Regions from separate parts of the Sus scrofa genome. Here region 1 is linked to region 2. A link is a contact called in public Hi-C data. All regions are on one chromosome and are shown on one strand. The core of a region is the stretch at or near the end of the contact, and the rest is flanking DNA. Distances in the headings are between cores, read along the strand shown.

Evidence for each region. A called contact is a pair of places that touch in the nucleus more often than the background predicts.
Region 1: a contact with region 2 is called in a Hi-C map of skeletal muscle, with 6 times the contacts expected there. A contact is called at or near these places in 3 of 47 Hi-C or Micro-C datasets (embryonic fibroblasts, liver and skeletal muscle) and 1 of 2 datasets of targeted methods (skeletal muscle).

The regions. Positions count from the first base shown.
Region 1 is chr4:36,206,503-36,212,887 of Sscrofa11.1, reverse strand. It overlaps PABPC1 (polyadenylate-binding protein 1), which reads right to left. Exons shown (of 16, transcript XM_001927747.4): 2 at 3,026-4,840. The coding sequence starts at 3,218. Among named protein-coding and RNA genes, the nearest start is that of PABPC1, 72 kb to the right of the region's middle.
Region 2 is chr4:34,822,466-34,829,056 of Sscrofa11.1, reverse strand. RRM2B (ribonucleoside-diphosphate reductase subunit M2 B) reads right to left here and starts at 5,188. Exons shown (of 10, transcript XM_021089040.1): 1 at 4,909-5,188. The coding sequence starts at 4,956.

The DNA.
Region 1 (6,385 bases), core at 2,213-4,712, 1.4 Mb before region 2:
GTATGGCTGGGCACATGGTCTTCTACTTCTTTAAACTTCAAGATGGCTGGACCGTAACTTCATACCAGTCTGGATTTGAATTTTTTAACACAAAAAGAGAAGACAAATCCAGAAACCCTACATTTATTATGTTAACAGATATTTCTGAAACAATCTCTTCCTTTAATTGCCATGAAATTTAAGAGCACCTCTTCGTTCCTAGTCAACATAATATTGAGATTCTCCTTAACAGACAGTATGTTTATTTAATGAGCAACATAAAAGCCACCAAGCAACGACAGATTACCCACAGGCACAGCAGTGTGTGGGGATTTTCAAGCACTTTAACATCTTCCCTATTACTTGCCAAACTGACTTTCAATGCTCATCACTGTCAACATTATACAAAAATTAATCCATTTTCTTAAAAAAAATTTTTCTGACTTATTGGGGAATTTCAGTGATTCACGGCACAACTTCCTGTGGCCATGTGGAAAAAAAAAAAAAAAGGCTTTACCCAGTCAGGGCAATATCTGAATCAGGCCTTCAAAAACTAATGCTGCACACCCAGTTGTAGAAATACAAACTTTTTGAAATTCCAGGTCTACAGTATTCAGAATTCACTATTAATGCTTTAATTACATATAAAACCAATTTTATCTTAGATCATTTATTTAATAACTAATGGTTAATTATTTCTGGATAGTACTAGAAAAATGTCAATATCTACCCTACAATTTCAGAGTCTATAAAGGCTCAAATAATGTGCACCTGTACCATTAAAGAAATACTTCAAGTTTATGTAGACTCTAAATAGAAAAGACTAGTCCCTAAACAGGGGGAACACAGTCTGTCTGAAGTCCTGAAACACAAATTTTCACAAATTCCATGCCAATGTAACTGAAAAGTTAAGAGGACAAAATTTCTGGCTACTTCTTTCTATAAATGAAAGTTTCAGTTTCTAGAAGATAGTGACAACCAGCTGTCAGTTCATTATCAATTGACCACACCTACTCAGCTCCCCTACTTTTTTAGCTGACTTTGCTTGAGCTTCTTTTGAATGAGTCACCTCTTCCGGTTAAATTGGAAACTGGTCACTTTCAGAAGCTATTCTAAAAGTCCATCAATGTAGCAGTAATTAGGGGGTGGGGGGTTAAAAACCACTGAAAATATTAAAGAGGATCACTTGTACACATACAAATGAAATAAACATTAGATGGAAAAAAATGCTACCTTCTGTTGAGCAGTTTTAGTACTAGTCTACTGGTATAGATAGATAATATGCAGTGTACTGTAACCATGGTAACCTCCAAGTTTGACTTTTCAAATTCCAACAAATTTTTAAAAATTGTTTTTTTGGGATTTACATGTAAGTTTAGAAAGAACAACCACTTTCAAAGGTTTCCATTTTATGGTCTCTAGAATTCGTACAGATTTTCTCCATTGACTCTTTAGTTTATCTGCCCCCAAATTATCTTCCCTGATCTTACTTTATCTTCCATTCAGTGATAAATCTCTCCCAGAGTTGAGAAGAACTGCTAAGGAGTGACATGTGGAGCTACTGCTTACAGAGCAAAAGGGCAGGAAACCTGCAGTGCAGTTTTACAACTTTTGGCTCAGTGTCACTCAACAGTCTGCCTCCCCAAAAATCTCAGTATCAACTTTACCTAGTGAAAAGCTGACCACTAAATAACTCTAGGTCTGTTATTAGAAATTCAAATTCTACCCTTTAGATCTTTCCTACAAAAATAAATTCCTTGTATTTTGTAATACTTGACATGTATTCAAGTACCCTGGGAAAAAAGGAGGCAAAATAGGGTCATAAACTCAAGTGAAAATGACTTTTGTAAGTCAACTAATCCAAATATAAAGAAAAATCCTGGCAACTCATCAGGCTACATAGTTTATCTGTTTGCCAAAATCTGGATTTTTTTGAACTGTTTAACTTCAAATTAAAAATACAAGGTTGCCTGCATTTTCCCTCATAAATTTCAAGCTAACTCTGTATCTGTTAACATTGTGAGCAATCATTCCCCATGTAGGGATACTCTGGACCACTTTTAAAAATAAAGACACCCCTACTTGAATGCCACATAAGCATATTATGGTCCAGTCCACACCACACTCACAAGTAACATTTTACAGTCAAAACAGATGACATTTAAAAGTTAAACCCCTCCAAACCAGAGAAACTACTTGAGAGGGGAAAAAATATTCTGAACAAGTTACTAGTACTGCGAAATTAGTTTCATTAAAAAAAATTAAGACGACCTAAATTAAATTGCCTGAGAAAACGATGGCCTTCAAAGGGGTCATTTTCCATATCCCCTCCTCCCATCCTGTTAACGCTACAGTGAGAAGTGCCTGATCTCGGGGAAAACCCCCAACGCTGGGCTCACTGGTAATTTACACTTCTAGAGCCATCAGTCACTGACAAGTTATTAAGAACGGGAATCAGAAACCTGACGACCAGCACAAGATCCCCAAATTAACTTTATTCTAAGTCCCTGTGGCTCCCCCAGGCGACTGGGCCAGTAGCAGGAACAGGCCTCGGGCCTGTGAGGTTACAGGGTTCAACACGTGGTATTTTTCGAGCACCGAAAGGCACTTCCTCCCGGTCCTGGGGCGCCGGCAAGAACCTGGGGTGGAAGGAGCGCCTCCACCTATTGCCGGAGAAGGGGGCTCGACGCTCGACGCCCCAGAATCCCGCAGCTACTGGCGGGAGTGCCTTGGAAGAGTCCAATCTCACCCACTCTCCCGGCGCGTCATCACCCTAAACTTTGAGCCGCTGAGGCCGAGAAAATGGTCGCAGAGGAGGAAGTGCCAGGCACGCGAGGGGCGTGAGGCTACTGGCGGCACGGGTCCCGGAGGACACGGGGAACCGGGGTCCCGGCGCCCGAACCTCGCCCCACTGGCCCTGTGTGTGGGGGGGTGACATGCCCTCCCGCTCCCTCCCCCCGGGCCCGCCGGCCTAGCCCGCCCGCCGCCGCCGCCACCACCACCGCCTGAGCCTCATGGCCGCTCGCCCGCCCGGCCCGCATCTCACCGTCCGCCGGCTGCTGGAAGTTCACATACGCGTAGCCCAAGGAGCGGCGGGTGATCATGTCCCTGCAGACCCGGATGGAGAGGATGGGCCCGGCCGGGCTGAACTTCTCGTAGAGCATCGCCTCGGTCACGTCGGGGTGTAGGTCCCCCACGTAGAGCGAGGCCATGGGGTAGCTGGGGGCGCTGGGGTTCATCTTGGCACGGCTGCCCGCAGGGCCACAGGCCGCGACCTTTCCGTGAGAGGAGAGCGAGTGCTGGGGCCGGGGGGCCGGAGCCGGGGGGAGGGGAGCGGGGGCAAGCGCAGAGGGACAAAAATCAACCGGAATCGAAAACTACTCAACGGCCGCAGAACGGAGTCGATCCGCTTGCCGCTGGCTGCTGGCTGCCGGCAGGGGAGAGAGGGTGGCGGTGTCGGGTCCGGGCAGCGGGAAGGCCTCGGTCTCTTGGTTCCTTCTTGGAGCTGCTGCGGGGCCGCGGGCGGGCGGGTCGGTCTCGGCTGCTTCACCGGGTTATTTTATAAAAGAGGAAGAAAAAAAAATAAAAGTCTCCGGCGGGGGAGACGCGGATTTTTTGTAAATTTTTTTTGGGTTTTTTAAAAGATTTTTTTAGATTTTTTTTGGATTTTTTTAATAATAAATGTGTGTTCCGAGCCCGGAGCACACACTCCGCACTCTCAGCACTAACCGCCGGGGAGAAGGGGAAGCACCGCCTCCTGCACCCTCTACTTATACCCCCCGCCGCACTCGCCCCGCCCCCGCGCGTCTGACGCTAGGGCCCTACGCGAACGTCAGCGCCGGAGGAGGAGGAGAAAAGGGGGCAAGGAGGAGGAGGGAAAAGAAAAAAAGGAGGAGGAAAGAGCCGAGAGGAAGGGAGAGGTGGCGGCGGTGGCTGCTGCGGGCGTGGGGGTGGGGCTGGGGCGGAGGGGCGGGGCTTCTGCGCACGCGCCGCGGCCGGGGGAGGCGGAGCCTGTGCTGCGTAGCGCCTGTGGGGGAGGGGAGGGCCGGCTCGCGGGCTGCACTTGGAGGAGGTGGGTGGGACGGCCCCTCCTCCCACACACCCCGCCCCACCTCCACCCGGGAGAAGCGTTAACCCGTCACCGCGGCTGTGGGCGGCACGCGGGGCTTCCGGGTTCCCGGGCGCTAACTACCCCCCACGTGCACGGCCACCCGGGCCTCTTCCCGCCGCAGCCAACCCTGTTCCATTCGCCCACGCCCCCAAGGGATGCCGGGCACGAGTGGATGGGCGTGATCCCTTCCAGGCCCGGTTTCCCAAACGTGGGGGAAAGGAGCCAGGGCTGGCTCCTCCGTTCTCCTACCGGACCGCACTACGAGTCCCAGCGGGCAGTGCCGCCGCGCGCCTCGACCGCAGAAGCGGTGCTTGCTGGGAGCTGAAGTCCCCAACGGCCGCAGCGCTCGCTGACCCCAACTGGCCGCGGGTCCTGGCTGCCAGCTCGGGGACCTCCAACCGTCCGGTCCCTGGGCCCCAGTGGCGGCCCCGCGGTGCTTCCAGTAGAGGAGGAGAGAGGGGAGGGGCCCTCAGACTCCAGATCCTCTCGCTTCCGAGCCCTAGACTCTCCTCGTTCTGCCCGAAGGAGCTGTCGTTGGTCGAAGTGATTTTAATTTGGGGAAACTATTTTGGGGGCTTTGTCCACTTGCCTTTTTAAGGCATCGTGATCACTATTCACTTAGGTGGTAGACTGGAATCACTGATACGTGCCGTTTCTGCCAGAAATTTCTTTGAGGTAGAAAAAAGGTCTCGAGAAAAATTAATGTTTTTCTTTAAAGTATGAACATCAGTCATGCGTGACAGCACAGACCTGCAACCAAGCAAAATTAGTACTAGTCAAAACGCAGTATTAAAAATGTTTAAAACAATTTCGTAGTTAGTTATGGGCTTTAATAGGAATGCTAAACGTAATGAGTTGATAGCCATAAAAAATACTAGTTAATAGGAATGATGTTAAGTCAACATACAGATCCCACTTTAAAATAGTAATGCACTTTACAGATTTTAAAGCACTTGCAAAAACATCCTATCATTTGTTCCCTACAGCAATATTGTGTGGGAGGTGGAGCAAGGAGTAATTATTTTACTGTTAAAGGAATGGTCTCAAGTTAAATGCCCAATTCATTCTTCAATGCATGCCAGATACATTGCCAGGTGTGGACTGGGTACTTTATTCTCATTTAATTAAAATGTAAACTTGCAGAATCCCCCATAAGTGCTAGTCTGTCCCCAACTGGTAGGAAGAGTATAATATTTTGGAAAATACGTTGCTTTATGTGCCTTAGTATGCAAAAGAGCAAAACTGAGGACTATGCATTAAGAAGACATATCTACTACTAATGATAAATCACCATTCAATCTATTAGAACTCTGTGGTTAACAGCCGTCCATATATTTATTGAATACTTAGCAAGTGTATCTGTAGGGAAGGAAAACAGATGAAAGACACAAATACTTGTCTTCAAGAAGCTTCTAATGAGCTCTCTGGTAATCATATAAATATCAGCATTAGTCAGTACAATTAACAGCCAAGCCTAGCGTTTTATCTGGCTCTGACAATTTTCTATTAGATACTAAATTAGTTTTCTTAAAAAGAATGATGGAAATGCCATTATTGTACTTCAAAGAAAACATAATTTCCTTTTATTTAGTATTTTCCTTAAATTACTGAACAGAGACAATATGAAACACCAAACAGGGATAAAAGAAGAGGTGCACTCATTAAAAGCAGGGTGAAGGGAGAGCATCCCCCAACAACTTGCAAATTAGGTTACACCAAGGGTGAAAATTACCAAAACCCATTCATAATCACTCAGATCATCTATCCAGGAGCTTCAACATATTCCTCTGGTAGAGAAAGACGAGGGAGAAGTTTCTGGTGGACCTCACTAAACATTGTAAATAACAAAGGTTAAAAAAAAAAAGTCTTCTTGGGGTCTAGAAATTTTGTCAGAGGACAAGAGTTTGGCAAGCACTCTTCACAGTGGGTTTGGGAACTTCAGTCACTAGAACGGGCTTAACCTCAGGTTTCACTAGAGCCTGGATTAAGTAACTCTCAAAAGACTTCTCTTTGTTATAATCCATTTTGAACAAGCAACCTCCCAATTGCTAAATCCAATTAATAGTCAAGCCTCCAGGGCCTCTTGACAAAACAGGTTGCTCTGGATGGTAGACAAAAGTATTCTAGCTGGTCATCAGGATTTCTAGGCAGCTGTGGCTCTTGACATTCAGTGGGCATCACTGTCATATTTTAGGGAGGGACAGCTGAGTACCAGGGAGACTAGAAGCAAAGTCCATCCTTGAGGGGAGGAAACAAGTAGAATCAGGACAGGGAGTCAAGAGTCCATCTCAGAAG
Region 2 (6,591 bases), core at 3,939-6,438:
TTTTAATCTTTTAAAATAGTAATAAAAGCAATAGAAGAAAATGTTGGTGTTTATACTATACAGAAAGGTGGCTACTAATGCATGAACTTGTGTTTCCAGTTTGTCATTTTTTTTTCTTCCTTTTTTTTTGGATGAACTCAAATGAAAGTTTCTCTAGCTATCTCTGCTTAACTGAAGAGATCATGAGATGAAAAGACAGGAAATTAAAAAGCAACAAGATAGACAAAACCAAAAAAACCCTGTAACCATTTGTCTCTACTTTTCAGGAGTGACCTGAGATTATTTTTTTCAAAACCAAACAAAAAGGAAAAAAACAATAATGCTAATAGTAACAATAGTATAATAGAAGCTCTCATGTGAACTGATCTAAACTGTTAATTGAATGTTGGTTAAATTAAGGAATCACAAGAAAATGATATATGCCTTAAACTATTTAACTTAAAACATAAACATTTACATTTACTTGCTAATCTTTGGCTATAAAGCCAAAATGTTGTTGGCTCACTGATTGAAGTCCCAAATCTTTGTGACATAAACACACCATAATGCATCACCTACACTTTCTAGCTTCAGCATGCTTAAGGTAGGACAATCTGAGTGCAGAATCCTTATCTCTTTCATAATTCTCCTCAATCCTTTTTTTTTGGGGGGGAGGGGCACTGTGGAAGTTCCCAGGCCAGGGACTGAACCTTTCCTCACAGGAGCAACCCAAGACACAGCAATGAACTGCTGGGTCTTTAACCCACTGAGCCACTAGGGAATTCCTCCTCAATTTTTTTTTCCCCCCGCTTTTTAGGGCCTCACCCTCAGCATATAGAAGTTCCCGGGAGGTTAGGGGTTGAATTGGAGCTGCCGCTGCCAGCCTACACTACAGCCACAGCAACAAGGGCTCTAAGCTCCAACTCATCATTTTGATGAAAATAAACAAAAAAACTTTTCACTTTTCAAAATATGTACTCCATCCCCAAGCCTCATCTGAGGTTAAGTGTGATGTATCTATTTTTTGAGTATTAAAAGGATATAAAGATGTCAATTTTTTTGAAAATGTTGGAGCAGGTCAAAGTGGATCTATAACATTTGGGCATCTGGCCTTATGCAGGGTATTGGGAGCCAATGTGGGATCCAAGCTGCATCTTCAACCTACACCGAAGCTCACAGCAACACCAGATCCTTAACCCACTGAGCGAGGCCAGGGATCGAACCTGCAACTTCGTGGTTCCTAGTCAGATTAATTTATGCTGCACCACGACAGGAATTCCTTTTTTTGTTGGTTTTGTTGTTTTGTTTTGCTAAATGAAGGTGTTTAATAAGGTGGGAAACATCATCAGATTTGTCTTTTAAGGCTACTTTTGTAGAAATGTGACTAGATTAGAAGAGAAATTGGGGGTGGAGATCACAATTAAAAGATTATTGCACTATTCATCTCTTGCCTGAACTAGGATATCAATCGAAACACAAAAGACTGATGTAAGAGACATTCAAAAGATTTGGTAATTCTTGTTAAAATTTGCATCTGGGGATAAGGAAGAGTTGAAGATGCCCTTGAGGTTTCCAGCTTCAGTAACTGGATAATCAACTCAAGAAATAAGAGACTCAGAAAGTGCTCAGCATCTGGAGAATAGCAGAATAAATCAGACAAAAACTCCTGTTTCCCACATTAGATGTTTAACAAAAGCTTAATTTGCATTAACCCCGCCCACCTACCCGAGCCATACCAATCATTGAAAGCTACAAACACAAGCCTTTTGAAAATCAATTTGGACAAAAAAAAAAAAAAAAAAAAGATAATGGGTTCGTGTCAAGATAGCCAATAGACAGCTGGAAATGTAACACTCAGGTAGGCAGAGGCACTATCTTCCCTCCATGGATGTGATTATCCCGGGAGAACACAAAGAGCAGCGACACAGCTGCCCAAGATGCAGACTAGAGAATGCCGTCATTTCTCTTCCCAGAAAGAGGAGTCAGCTGGGATTACAACTGACTGAAGTGGATCTAAAGCAAAGGCAAAAGTGATCTGATTTGCCTAAAGCATACGATCAACAGAGGAGACAGAGTGGAATTCCATAAAGGATCCACACCATGGAGACCCATTGCGCTAAGAAGTTAGGAATTTCCTGGGCAAAAGATTTTCAAACACCCCTGGGGCTAGGAGATTCAGACATCAACTGTCCCCACTTGGCCCCCATCCCCAGGTGCTGGCATTCACCATGGGGCACAGTTTAAAATAATTCCTATGGATAGTCATGGAGAGTTTCTGAGTAGGAATTAACATGAATAGGGGTGCCATGAGAAAGATAAATTGGATATTACGTGCAAGTTGAATTAGAAAATAAAGCCCTAGGAGTTCCAGTTGTGGTTCAACGGTAAGGAACCTGATTCCTATCCATGAGGACACGGGTTCAATCCCTAGCCTCGCTCAGTGGGTTAAGGATCCAGTGTTGCCGTGAGCTATGGTGTAGGTCAAGGATCTGGTGTGGCTGCTGCTGTGGCATAGGCCAGCAGTTGCAGCTCCAAATGGACCCCTAGCCTGGGAACTTCCATATGCTGCAGGTGCAGCCCTAAAAAGACAAAAACAAAAAAAAAAACTAGATTTTGGTAGCAACTATACTGTCCATTGCAGAGGTGGAAATGCCAGCCTGAATTAAGATGTGGCAGTTAGTATGAAAAAGCTACTTAAATGGGATTTTGCCAGATTTGAGAAGCTGGAGATTGTTGGTGGGGATTGAGACACCATGGTGAATATTTATTTGTGAGTGACATGGAGGCACGAGTTAATGGTGGATTAATTTGGCAGTGGTAAACAGGATTGGAGAGCATGGAAGACGGCAGAAAGACAACTTATTTGTTGTAGCTGTGTGAATGTGCAGTGAGGAGAACATGAAATAATTTCTTATAAGCCTTCCTTGGCAACATTCCATGTCTTTTCCAGAATAGTGCTTCCTGGTTCTGGTCATCTGGTCCTGAGAGATGCCCGGACATGCTGGGGCACTCATCTAGGTCAATATTCCCCAGATAGCACTCACCATGCACTGATCTAGGCTGGCATTCTACATGACCCATCCCTTCCGTTCACCTCCAGTTTCACCACTTTCATTTGCTTGCCTTCACCTCTCTCCTACTCCTCGGGTAAAGGAGACTATTTGGATGCTTGTCGGAATCATACACTATTTGTGGGTGTTTTCATTTTCATTCTCCTATCCCCATCAAATCTGGCAAAACAGATAGAATATTGGCCCAGGAGTGAGAAATTGGATTTACACAGCAGCTCTACTACTGAGTTGTGTGGTTCTGGGCCTATCACTTAATCTTGCCTAAACTGTCTTAAAAATAGGGACTATCAATTAGATTGAGTTAATTTTGAGAAGCAGATGAAAGCTATGGACACCTCCCTTTCTTAGGAGATACACATCTACACATATAAAGTCTACAAATTTCAGGAGATTTATAAATTCCTTTCAAGCCCATCTATAAACTCTTTAAGACAGTGTTCTTAAAATGTGTACCAGGATCACCTGATGTGCTCGTTAAAACTCCAGTCCCAGACCCACCCCAAGAGATTTTTGATTTACTAATTTGGGGTATAGGCCCAGTAATTTACATTTTTTAACAACGAGTTCCAGGTGATTCTGATGCAGGTGGCCCATGCTGCACCAATATATCTAGAGAAACAAAAATACTTAAGGCATCCTTGAATCTCAAGTTTAAAACAGGCGCTCATTCAAATTCATTCTAGATCTAAAGTTATGCCTTTGTCTTTGTGGGTCTGTATCCAGACAGACATAATAAGTAAAATTTAACTTCCAGGTCTTAGGTCTGAATAACCTAAGACTAGCTTCTTTTGGTGTTACTAGCACAAACAAAATAGTTGAGTTGCCCCATTAGTCTAAGGGGAGTGGTACTAAATTATTTATTTCAAAAGGGAAATAAAGAGTTTGAGGGATATTTACAATATATATAGTTACTAAATGTCTACAAAATCAAATCCCAAATCTTGAATCTACAATTTTCTGAAGAAGTTTAGAGCTAAGCAAGAGTCACTGAGAACTGAAACTCTGTTCAATCAAAGATACTACACACAGCAACAGGTTTAAAAGTATTTACAAAATATCACGGTATGAAAATTACAGCACAATTTGAACTACCCTACAACCCTACAGTCTACCGAATCCCAGCTTACTGTTATGTACCTCTACTAATATAGAAGTAGAGCAGATTAACATGGCTCATGGTTTTATTATGTACCCCCAACTTCCGTGGCACTTTGCATAAAGCTTTTTTTTGCTTAACCCTCTGTGAGGGAAAGCATCACTTCCATTGAATACATGAAAAAAAGTGATACCCCAAAGATTCATAGCTACTTTAGCCAGGTCTGCGCAAAACTGGCCGCCCAACTGATCATTTCCATTGTTAGGAGGATTTCTCGACGCCTTTCTGCCTATTATCGTCACCCCATCCACCTGTGTCAATTTCCACAGCCTCAGCCCAAGTCCTTTTAACCAGCCCAGAGATGGCATGCATTTCTCCAGTAAATGCCATGAGTCCTCGGCATTTGCCTCAATTTCCCCAGCCAGGGCTCCAGAACAGGGAAGGATGGAAAGGGAAAAAAGGGGTGAGCCTCGCTCGGGTCTGAAGTCTCAGAGCGTTGCCCTTGGGTAGCCTCGGGGCAGATCAGTGGAGCAGAAACCCAGCTACCTCCTGACCCCTCCCTGGGGACGGCCTCCCTAGCGCTAGAAAAGATGAAACCAGGCTGCGGCGAAGGCTGGAGGCCGGGCCTACACCAGGTTTCTGACGACAGTGAGTAGAATTTCCCATAGTGAAATTGCGCAAGGTGCAGGACCCAGCAGCAACCCGCACTCTAGAGGCCAGGCGTGACTGCGGGGCGGGAGAGGAAGCGACAGCAAGGTTTACCTCCTCCTGTTCAGACCCTGCCGCTTCCGGCCTTTCCGCGTCTCCCATCGCGCAGACTCCGCCAGAGCTACCGGAGCAGAGGGAACCCAGAGCCTCAAGCCACCTCGAACTAGGACAGAACCAAGTGGCCAGCGGGTCCTCTGGGTAGGCCCCGCCCCCAGACGCAGAGACCCTCCTACTTCTGTCTGCCCGCCCCGCTCCACTGTGCTACCCGGTTTTCTCGCCGGCCCATTGCGTGACTATCCTAGCTGTAACCTGGCCCCGCCTCCCCTGCCTCAGGGATCCGCCTACTTCGGCCGGCATCGCCTCAATCCTCTGTGCAGGCCCCACCTCCTGCCAAGGCCGGAGTAACTCTCTAGGTTTCCGCCAACTTCTCACAGCTCCACTGCCCCGGCCCCGCCTCCCACCAGCCCAGAGAAGCCCCTCTGAGCCTGCCAGCCCCGCCTCCCGTGCCTCCGGGCCCCTCCTCCTCCTCAGACCCCGCCCCTCAGGCCCCGCCTCCTCTTCAGACCCCTCCCCGCTGGCCCCGCCTCCCGCCCGCTCTCCGAAGGAGCTCGCCGCAGCTCCGGGCCCCGCCTCCTCAGCAGAGCCTGCCCTGCCCCGCTGCCCAGCCTCGCCTCCCAGCCTAGCAGCATGGGGCTCTCCGCCTTGGGCTTTCGGCCCAGCCTGCGTCGCCCGGCTCTAGGCGCCCAGTGCGAGAGGTTGCCGGGACATGCCAGGTCACCTCTCCAGCTCGAGACTCCCCAGCTAGCTCTCGCCGTGCCTCCGGAACACGGTATGTCGCGCTAACTCGGCCGGTCCTGAGAGACTCCCAGGTGCCTGTCGGACCACACACCGAAGGGGCTACGGAGGAGAGAGCGCTCTGGGCGTGTGGAGTGGTGGCGGTGCGGGAAGCCACGCTCTTGGTGAAAACAGAGCCGCCCCGCTACACCCTCAGTGAGGAGGAAAGGCTGCCGGGCTTTGTCCTTAGCCGAAAAGGAGAGGCTGAGGGAAAGTGTGGGGACGGCTCGGTGGGGCTTGAGAGTGACGGAAGGCAGGGACAGAGTTTGAAGGCGGCTTCCACACCCTAAGCTTGTGGTGACACCTGCCGAGCTCTTAGCAAGAGCCAGGCGCTGTGCCGCGCTGTCAGCCGGGCCGCGGAGGCTCAGGATGTCCCTCCGTTTACAGACCAGAAACTCGGGCTTGGGATTAACGACCGAGGTTTTCCAGCGCCAGAAAGTAGGAGGTTGCCCCGCTCCCTGCGAAACGCTCTTCTCAAGGCCAAAAGGCAGTGGTGGAGGGAGGACAGACCCCCGTGGGCTGGCCGAGCGTACTGGCTGCTGCTCGTCCCCTCTCTGGGGGGAACTGTCTCAAGATGACTGCCACGGAAAGAAAAAAATAATTGGGTCTTAAACAAGAAAGGAGGTGAGAGAAGGATTTGCTTTAGTAGTTTGAGGCTGACATACCGAGGGAAGCTTGTCAGGCCTTGAACAACAGGCACCTGCTTTGTGGATCGCTGGGTGAAGAATGGTAAAAACAGGGTAGAAAATTAAGGTTCGAAAATGATGAAAGCTCGTTCTCAAACCTGCCCTACATCAGAGGCAACTACTAGGGGCCAAGTGCTGAGTAAAAAAGTTTACATATGTTAATTTTGAATAATTGTTAAGGGAGTTCCTGCTGTGGCACAGTGAGTTAAGGATCTGG